2 separate regions of the Mus musculus genome follow, and region 2 is linked to region 1. A link is a contact called in public Hi-C data. All regions are on one chromosome and are shown on one strand. Each heading gives the region's core, a stretch centred on a gene start, on an enhancer-like site or on the middle of the called end of the contact. The rest is flanking DNA. Distances are from core to core; before and after follow the strand shown. Region 1 holds the start of Prxl2c (peroxiredoxin like 2C). Region 2 has its middle 16 kb from the start of Ctsl.

The links. Hi-C and Micro-C count contacts between places; a contact is called where the count stands out from the background.
Region 2: a Hi-C map of liver shows a contact between it and region 1, with 4 times the contacts expected there. The contact joins the enhancer-like site here to the promoter of Prxl2c in region 1. A contact is called at or near these places in 12 of 39 promoter capture datasets (3T3-L1-derived adipocytes, cranial neural crest, embryonic stem cells and 7 more), 1 of 15 datasets of contacts at CTCF or cohesin (CD8 T cells), 63 of 484 Hi-C or Micro-C datasets (B cells, CD4 T cells, CD8 T cells and 45 more), 15 of 115 datasets of contacts at active chromatin or transcription factors (CD8 T cells, bone marrow-derived macrophages, differentiating embryonic stem cells and 9 more) and 4 of 9 other capture datasets (adipose tissue, liver, macrophages and 1 more).

Annotation. Positions count from the first base shown.
Region 1 is chr13:64,310,455-64,314,319 of GRCm38.p6, reverse strand. Prxl2c (peroxiredoxin like 2C) reads left to right here and starts at 1,610. Exons shown (of 6, transcript NM_025370.3): 1 at 1,610-1,827; 2 at 1,985-2,053. The coding sequence starts at 1,636.
Region 2 is chr13:64,384,281-64,388,145 of GRCm38.p6, reverse strand. No RefSeq gene overlaps it. Among named protein-coding and RNA genes, the nearest start is that of Ctsl, 16 kb to the right of the region's middle. Within about 2 kb of position 1,950, at least 11 of the 459 cell types and tissues checked have an H3K27ac peak or open chromatin away from gene starts, as enhancers often do. A contact at or near this core is called in liver, where this site is marked.

The sequences.
Region 1 (3,865 bases), core at 361-2,860:
AAAGAAACTGGGTCAGGACATAGCTCTGCTTACCTACTGCCAAGCCTGACAACCTGGATGCAATCTCTTGTGCCCCACGTGATGGAAGGACAGAACTGACTCCCACAAGTTGTCCTCTGATCTCTACACAGGTAGTGTCACAATGTGCCCACATGCGCACATACAGTAAGTACAATACAAATTCTTAGACAGAGGAATACAGAGCTGACTGAAGTAAAAATGCAAAATTTGTTACCGAGATCAAAGGTTGACTCAAATAGAACCCACCTACAGGATAGAAGCCTTAACTGTGTTAGGAATTCTTTCTTGTATGCACTCTTTGTGCGTGCTTTATTTGTTTCTGTGGTCTCCTTTGAAGAAACAGGCATAGAAGGGACTTACTGCTCTGCCTACAATGACTGGTCCTGATTACTGAGGAGAACAGGGGACTAAGGAAGTGTCTGGAAAACAGGCTGTCCCATAGAATGTTTAAAGACAATGGAAATGAGTTTGGTCACTGTATCGGGTAAAGACCCACAACCAGCTGAAGTGGCTTCTCTGGGAAAAGGGAATACAGAATGGGAAATGTAAGGCGGTGATTACAAATGCCAGGTGCTGGGCCTGGGAGATGGCACTGTAGATAAATGCACTTGCCATGAGTTCAATATTTGGGATCCACACGATGGAAGCAGAGAGCCAACTTCCAAAAGTCCTTCGACTTCCACACACAAGAGGAACTTGTATATACCCACAAAGAGACAACACACACACACACAAAATAAATAAAATGTAATTTAAGTTTTATTTGTTATTTTTTTTTTTTTTGAGACAGGGTTTCTCTGTGTAGTCCTGGCTGTCCTAGACCTGTCTTGTAGACCAGGCTGGCTTCGAATTCAGCCATCTGCCTGCTTCTGCCTCCCAAGTGCTGGAATTAAAGCGTGCACCACCACAGCCTCAGCTATTAATCTAAAAATTTTAATGAACTGTTATTTTTAATTTCTTCCTCCCCACCCACTCCTCCTCTGTCTCTCTCTCTCCATTCCTCTGTCACTCTTTCTGTGTGAGTGCAGATGCCTGCAGAATCCCCAAGAAAGTGTCAAGAGTTACAGGCAGTTATGAACATTTGATGTGGGAACTGAGAATCTAACTTGGGTCCTCTTTCAGAGCAGTAGGCACTCTGAACAGTGCCTACTGTGGGTGCCAGAGTATCAGATACCCTGAGACTAGAGTTGTGAGCTGCTATGTGGATGCTGGAAACTGAACCCCCTGGTTCTCTACCAGATAAGCCAGGGCTGTTAACCCCTGATCTATCTTTCCAGTCCTTCTTCAGCATTTCCTGTGTTACGACTGTAAAGAATATGATTTTTATTGGAAAGTGTTGTAGGCAGTAGAAAGAGGGAGTGCCTCAGCCGCACCTCCCATAGCACTGTCCCCTCCCTTGGTATTCAAACTGGAAGAACGGTTTGGAGTGTTTTCCTTCTGTAGCTCCGTAGCGTCCCTTGTGGCCACGCCTCCGAAGGGTCGGCCCCGCGTGGCCCCGCCTCCAGTCCCCTCCTCACCCTCGTGACCCCGCCTTTCCAGTCTCAGCCCCGCCCCTCCCCCTTAACCCCGCCCCCCGCGGTCGGTGGCTGACCTGAGCGGTCGCCCTCCTCCGCGATGGCCGCGCCGGTGACGCGGCAGGTCAGCGGCTGCGCAGGCCGGGTCCCGAGCCCGGCTGGCTCGGTCACAGAGCGCGGGCAGCCGCTAGCGGCCGCCGTAGCGGAGCTGCCCGTGCTGGACGCGTCTGGGAGACGGGTGACGTTCGGAGCGCTGTTCCGAGAGCGGCGAGCCGTGGTGGTGTTTGTGAGGGTGAGCACGGGTAGGGCGGGAGGGGAAGTGCCTCTCGTTGGCCGCCCAGATCCTGGGCCGCGGCGGGTGCAGCACCTCGCCTGGAACCGACCGCCCGGACCTTCTGGAACCTGGCTGCTACCTTGTTGACGTGCTCTTCTGCATGGTTGCCTTTCAGCATTTCTTGTGTTACGTCTGTAAAGAATATGTCGAAGATCTGGCCAAAATCCCCAAGAGCGTCCTCCGAGTAAGTTTCCCGAGTGAGCAACAGCGGCCGATGCAGTGGGGGTGAGCTGTGGGTGGGTGGCCCCTCCTTCATCCTCTGGGGCTGCTGAGACCCACGGGGGTCTATTTCTGTCCTAATGCGCTCTTTTGCGCCCTCTTGGGATCGGACTACCATAATTTTACCTGGTAAAAATGCCTGTGTCAAAATGTTGCGTAAGAACGCAAAAAATCAAAACACAGACAGCAACTGTGTTTACAACCCAAATAGTAATCCATTATAGGAAAATGTAACGTATATTAAAAGTGCAGCTTTGCGTTTTTCTTCAGTCGCCAGAAGAGCTTTGTAACTGAAGACACTGGGCATTTGTAAAACTAAGATCTATTTTCAGCACACATTTACAGGATGAGTGAGGAAAAAATTAAAAACTTCTGCCTGCCCTTCTATTCCTTTTGTTTATAATACACTGAAGCATCTTTGCGTTGTAAACATTTTTAATATTGTTGGCATAAGTTACTCAGCATAAAGAGAAATGGGTCTCGTGATATTTTCATACATGCCTATTCTGTTATTATATGTGGTCACCCCTTCTTGCTGCTTCCCTCCTCCAGAGCCACACTGGTCATCTTTGTCTTCTTAATATTCCTTTACCCTCTCATTCCCTCATGCATCTAGACCTCATCCTCACAACACCCTTTCTACTCTACATAAATATGTGCATATAAACTTAAGCCTAGTTCTGCATGTGAGAGAAAACAATACTATATTTGTCTGTCTGTGGCTTGTTTGACTTGGCATAATGTCCATTTCCACTCATTTCCTGCAGTTCATAAACATTACCTCATTCTTCATAACTGATTACATTTCCCAGTGTGTGTGTATGTGTGCGTTTATGTGTGTATGTGATGTGGGGGGTTGTTGTTGTTGGGTTGTTTGGGTTTTTTTTGTACATGCATCTGCTGGCAGATACCCACACTGGTTCTGTATTGTGAATAATGAAGCAATAAACATGATGTGTATGTGCTTACAAAGAACATATAAAGATTATTTTATTTATATGAGTACACTGTCACTGTCTTCAGAAACACCAGAAGAGGGCATCCTATCTCATTACAGATGGTTGTGAGCCACTATGTGGTTGCTGGGAACTGAACTCAGGACCTCTGGAATAGCAGTCAGTGTTCTTAACCATTGAGCCATCTCTCCAGCCCTCACAAAGAACATTTAAAGTAGATGGCTTTTGGTGATTTTGGAGTAGCACATTACTAGTAACTGTGTCACTGTGCTGGACAGCACATTTCTAAAAGGATCCCTCTTGCTCATGTCTCCCTGAAATTGTACCCTTTGAGCACGTTTCAGTGTGTTCCACCCCCTTTCTCCCAGCCCGTGGTAGCCACTGTTTTGTTCTCTACTTCCATGAGTTATAATGTTTGACTCCGTATGTATTCCGTGTGAGGTCATCCAGTGTTTGTCTTTCTGTCCCTGGCTTATTTCACTCAGCAGAATGGCCTCCATGTTTTACAGATAACAAAAACAAACAAACCCCTCAGCCAGGCTTGCTGGCCCATGCCTTTAATGCCAGCACTCAGGAAGCAGAGAGAGGCAGGAGTAGCTCTGAAAGTTAGAGAGCAGCCTGGCCTACAAATCAAATCTAGGACCGCCAGGGCTCTTACACAGAGAAACCCTGTTTCGGAAAAACCAGAACCAATTTCTTTTTTATGGTTGGATGCTACTTCTTGGGGTACCACACTTTATGCATTTGTCCACTGATGGACACCTGAGTTGCTTCCTCACCTCAGCTGGTGTTGACGGTGCTACGGTGAACATGGAAGTGTG
Region 2 (3,865 bases), core at 701-3,200, 73 kb before region 1:
ACCTGAGTTCAATCCCAGCACCCACATGACAACTGTCTGTAACTCCAGTTCCAAGGGATCCAACACCCTCACACAGATACACATGCAAGCAAAACACCAATGCATATAAAATAAAAGTAATTTAAAAAGAAAGACAATCAGGTATTGTGGCTCCTGCCTATGATCCTATCGCTTAGGAGGAAGAGGCAGGGAGATTAGGAGTTCACAGTTACCTTGGCTATGTAGTGTTTCATTTTTAAATTTCCAAATATTATACCATTTTGTTTATGTGGGTTAATTCATTATTACATTTTGTTTACCTATGTCTATGCATGGCTCCATACATGCCATGGTGTGCACGTGGAAGTCAGAGGACAATGTTTAGTAATAAGTTCTCTCCTTCCATTATTTGGACTCTGGGGGTTGAACTCACAAGAGCCTTTAGCTGCTAAGACATCTCACCAGTCCTGAGCCTATTGAATTTGAGAACAGCCTGAGCCACATGAGACCTTGTCTCAAAACAAAAACTACAAAGGGGCCAGGCGTGGTGGCGCACACCTTTAATCCCAGCACTTGGGAGGCAGAGACAGGCCGATCTCTGAGTTCGAGGCCAGCGAGGTCTACAGAGTGAGTTCCAGGACAGCCAGGACTACACAGAGAAACCCTGTCTCATAAAAACAAAACAAAACAAAACAAAAAAAAACTACAAAGGGATTTGGAAAGGGCTTTGTTAACCACATAACTAAACTCTCCAAAATCCTTTTATAATTTCTCTGACTGAGGGTAATATAAAATCAGTGATCACTAAATCTAAAGAGATTTAGTGCCCAGATTCCAGGGGAGATTTCTTGGATTAAGAAATTGAAATCTTAGAAAACACCATGAGGAAATTCTAGGGCTGGGCGAGGCGATAACATTATGAGAACCTGAGTTTGAGTCCCGAGAATCTACATAAAACCCAGACATAATGAGGTGCATCTGGAAGCCCAGTTTTCTCATGCCAGTAGTTCCTGGTCCAAGCACTTTTGGTAAGCACTGGAGTTGAACCAAAACCATTTTCTTCCATTGTCACCAATTTCAAATTACCCTAATTTCAAATTCCTCCTTACTGTTTTACACCCTCTTCATTTCTTCCTTGTGTTAGATTGAAAAAGCATGGAAAGAAAAGACAACACTAATTTGCTCCATAGGGCTGCGGATATAGTTCAGTCAGTAGAGGGCTTGCCTAGCATGCACAGAACCCTGAGCTCCAGACTCAGAACCGCATAAACTAGGGATGCTGATATATGCTTGTCAACCCAGCACTTGAGAGGTGGATCAGAAGTATGAGACTATTCTCAGGCCATATAACAAGTTCGAGGCCAGCCTAGGGTCCATGAGGTCTTGTCTCAAAAATAAGCAGGCAGACAAACATCAGCTTGTTACCATGTCTTCCTGAGGAGCATACTCAAGCTTCCTAGAGGACTTAAACAGGAACACACCGGTTTAAAAGCAGATCCCGTGTCTTTAGCCTGTCCTGAAGACAAGATGGATGTTCGCCTGACACAGTGTGCTTGGTGGCTGGGCACTGTGGCTGGCTGGTGCATATAGCAGTTTGTGTGGGAAAACACCAGAAGAGAATGCCACACCAATTACCCGTTACAGCTTAACCAAGTAGGCTAGATTTTCCCCCCAGGAGACCTGGGCAAGGCTCTCAGTGACAGAGGGGTCACCATAGCCCCTCCTAGTACCAGCAGGAGAAAGAAGAGAAATGGGGGCCAGGGTTCAGGCAGCTCCTGGTGCTGGATAAGAATGGAGAGACCTCTGCCTGTGTCAGGTTTCCTGTTCCACAGACCTACCCTAGGGTGCTCTTCTCACTAAGAATTGGAAGTAGCCACTCTGGAGTTGCCCTGCCCCCCACCCCACCAAGTGTCCATAGTTCAAGCAGCACAGCATGATGAGGTCAGAGTTCTTCTGTCTGCTGACCACGTTGGGTGTCTGATCCCAGTGTCAGGTGAATAGAGATAACAACAGGGGCTGGAGCCTATAACCTCTGCTGAGTAAACCACACATGAATGAGAGACACGGAGGGAGCAGGGGTGAAGCATTTGTTCTATCCTTGCCACCCCTGCTCTGAGGACCTCACTTCTGTGGGCACTGGTGAGATTCAGAACAGGAGAGCACAATAGGTGATCCCCTAAGCAACTTGCTTTCTGACAGGAAGAAATAGCACCTCGTGGCCATACTCCAGCCACCGGATGGAGAAGCATAGGCAAGAAGCTTTAGAAAAACTAAAAGTAACTTTCAAATCACTCACTGACTTTAAAAAATGAACTTACTTAAAAACATAAATTTAAAATGAGATCAATGACCCAATAGAAAATGTACAAACAAAACAAAACAAAACAGGAACAGACTTGGTTTCTTTTGTTTTTTAGTTTTCAAAACAGGGTTTCACTGTGTAGCCCCAGTTGTCCTGGAACTTGCTTTGTGGATCAGGCTGGCCTTGAACTCACAGAAATCCACCTGCCTCTGCCTCCTGAATGCTGAGATTAAAGGTGTGTACCACCATTGCCCAGACAGCCTTGGTTTTTCAGAAATCCGAAGATAATATGAAATAATACACTACTGATACCACATGGGTCTCAGAAGCATCGTGTAAATCAAAGTATGGCCAAGGATACACACTGATCATGTCTGTCCTTCCTTCCTTCTTTCCTTCTTTCCTTCCTTCCTTCATTTCTTTTTTTTTGAAGTAGTCTCACATAACCTGTACTAGTCTTAAACCTGATATACAGCTCAAGGTGCCTTTTGAACTCATGATCCTCCTGCCTCTACCTCCCAAGTGCTGGGATTTCAGACATGCGTCACTCTGCCTGCCTATATGAAATTCTAATAAAAGCTAAGCTAAGGACCCCAAAGACTGTTCCAATAGTTAGAAGCATTTGCTGCCCTTCAAGAAGACCTCAGTTCAGTTCCCAGAAACCATGTTGGGCGGTTCATACCTTCCTGTAACTCCAGCTCAAAGAAATCCAACTTCCTCTTCTGGACCCTGAGCACTTACACACAGATGGCACACATGCACACATGCACACACGCACACACACACACCTGATAAAACTAAAATTTAATATGAAGCAGAAACAAAAGCAAAGCTAGAGAGATGGAGAGGAAATGGGGTGAAGGGGAATATTTGGAGTGGAGTTTCTTAACATGATTGTGATAGTTACACAAGTGTGTATGTATTTTAAGTATTGGAAACTTATTGAAACATGTACTCAAAATTGGTGAATGTTGTATGTAAGCTATATCTCAATACAGCCTACTGAAGCAACCACATGTATAATCCGACAAAGGTCCCAGGAGAACATCGGGCTCAGTGCCTTTCATATTTTATAAATGGAGAAACTGATGCTAGGAGAGGGGTTATAATTATTTAAAGTCATACACCCCTGTGCACCAGTGGTTCTCAACCTTCCTAATGCTGCAACCCTTAATACAGTTCCTCATATTCTGCTGATCCACAAACATAAAATTATAACTGCAATGTCAGTACTACTATAAATCATACTGTAAATATTTGATATGTAGGACATTTGATATGTGACCCCTTTTTAAGGGTCATCTGACCCGCAACGGAGTTGCAACCCACAGGTTGAGAACCACTGCTGTACAGTCTTCTTTATGCCTTCCTTTCCTTCCTTCTTCCTTCTCTCCTTTCCTTTCCCATTTTCTTCATTTTTCCCCTCTTTACCTTCCTTTCTCCTCCCTGCCCCTCCTTCTTTCCTTCCAGAGAACCTAGACCAAGACCATCTCACAGGGTCTCACACTGACACCAGTTCATGTCTTTTTCTACAATACCTCATTAACTTCTTCCTTGGATGAGACCACATCAGGTACAGAAGGT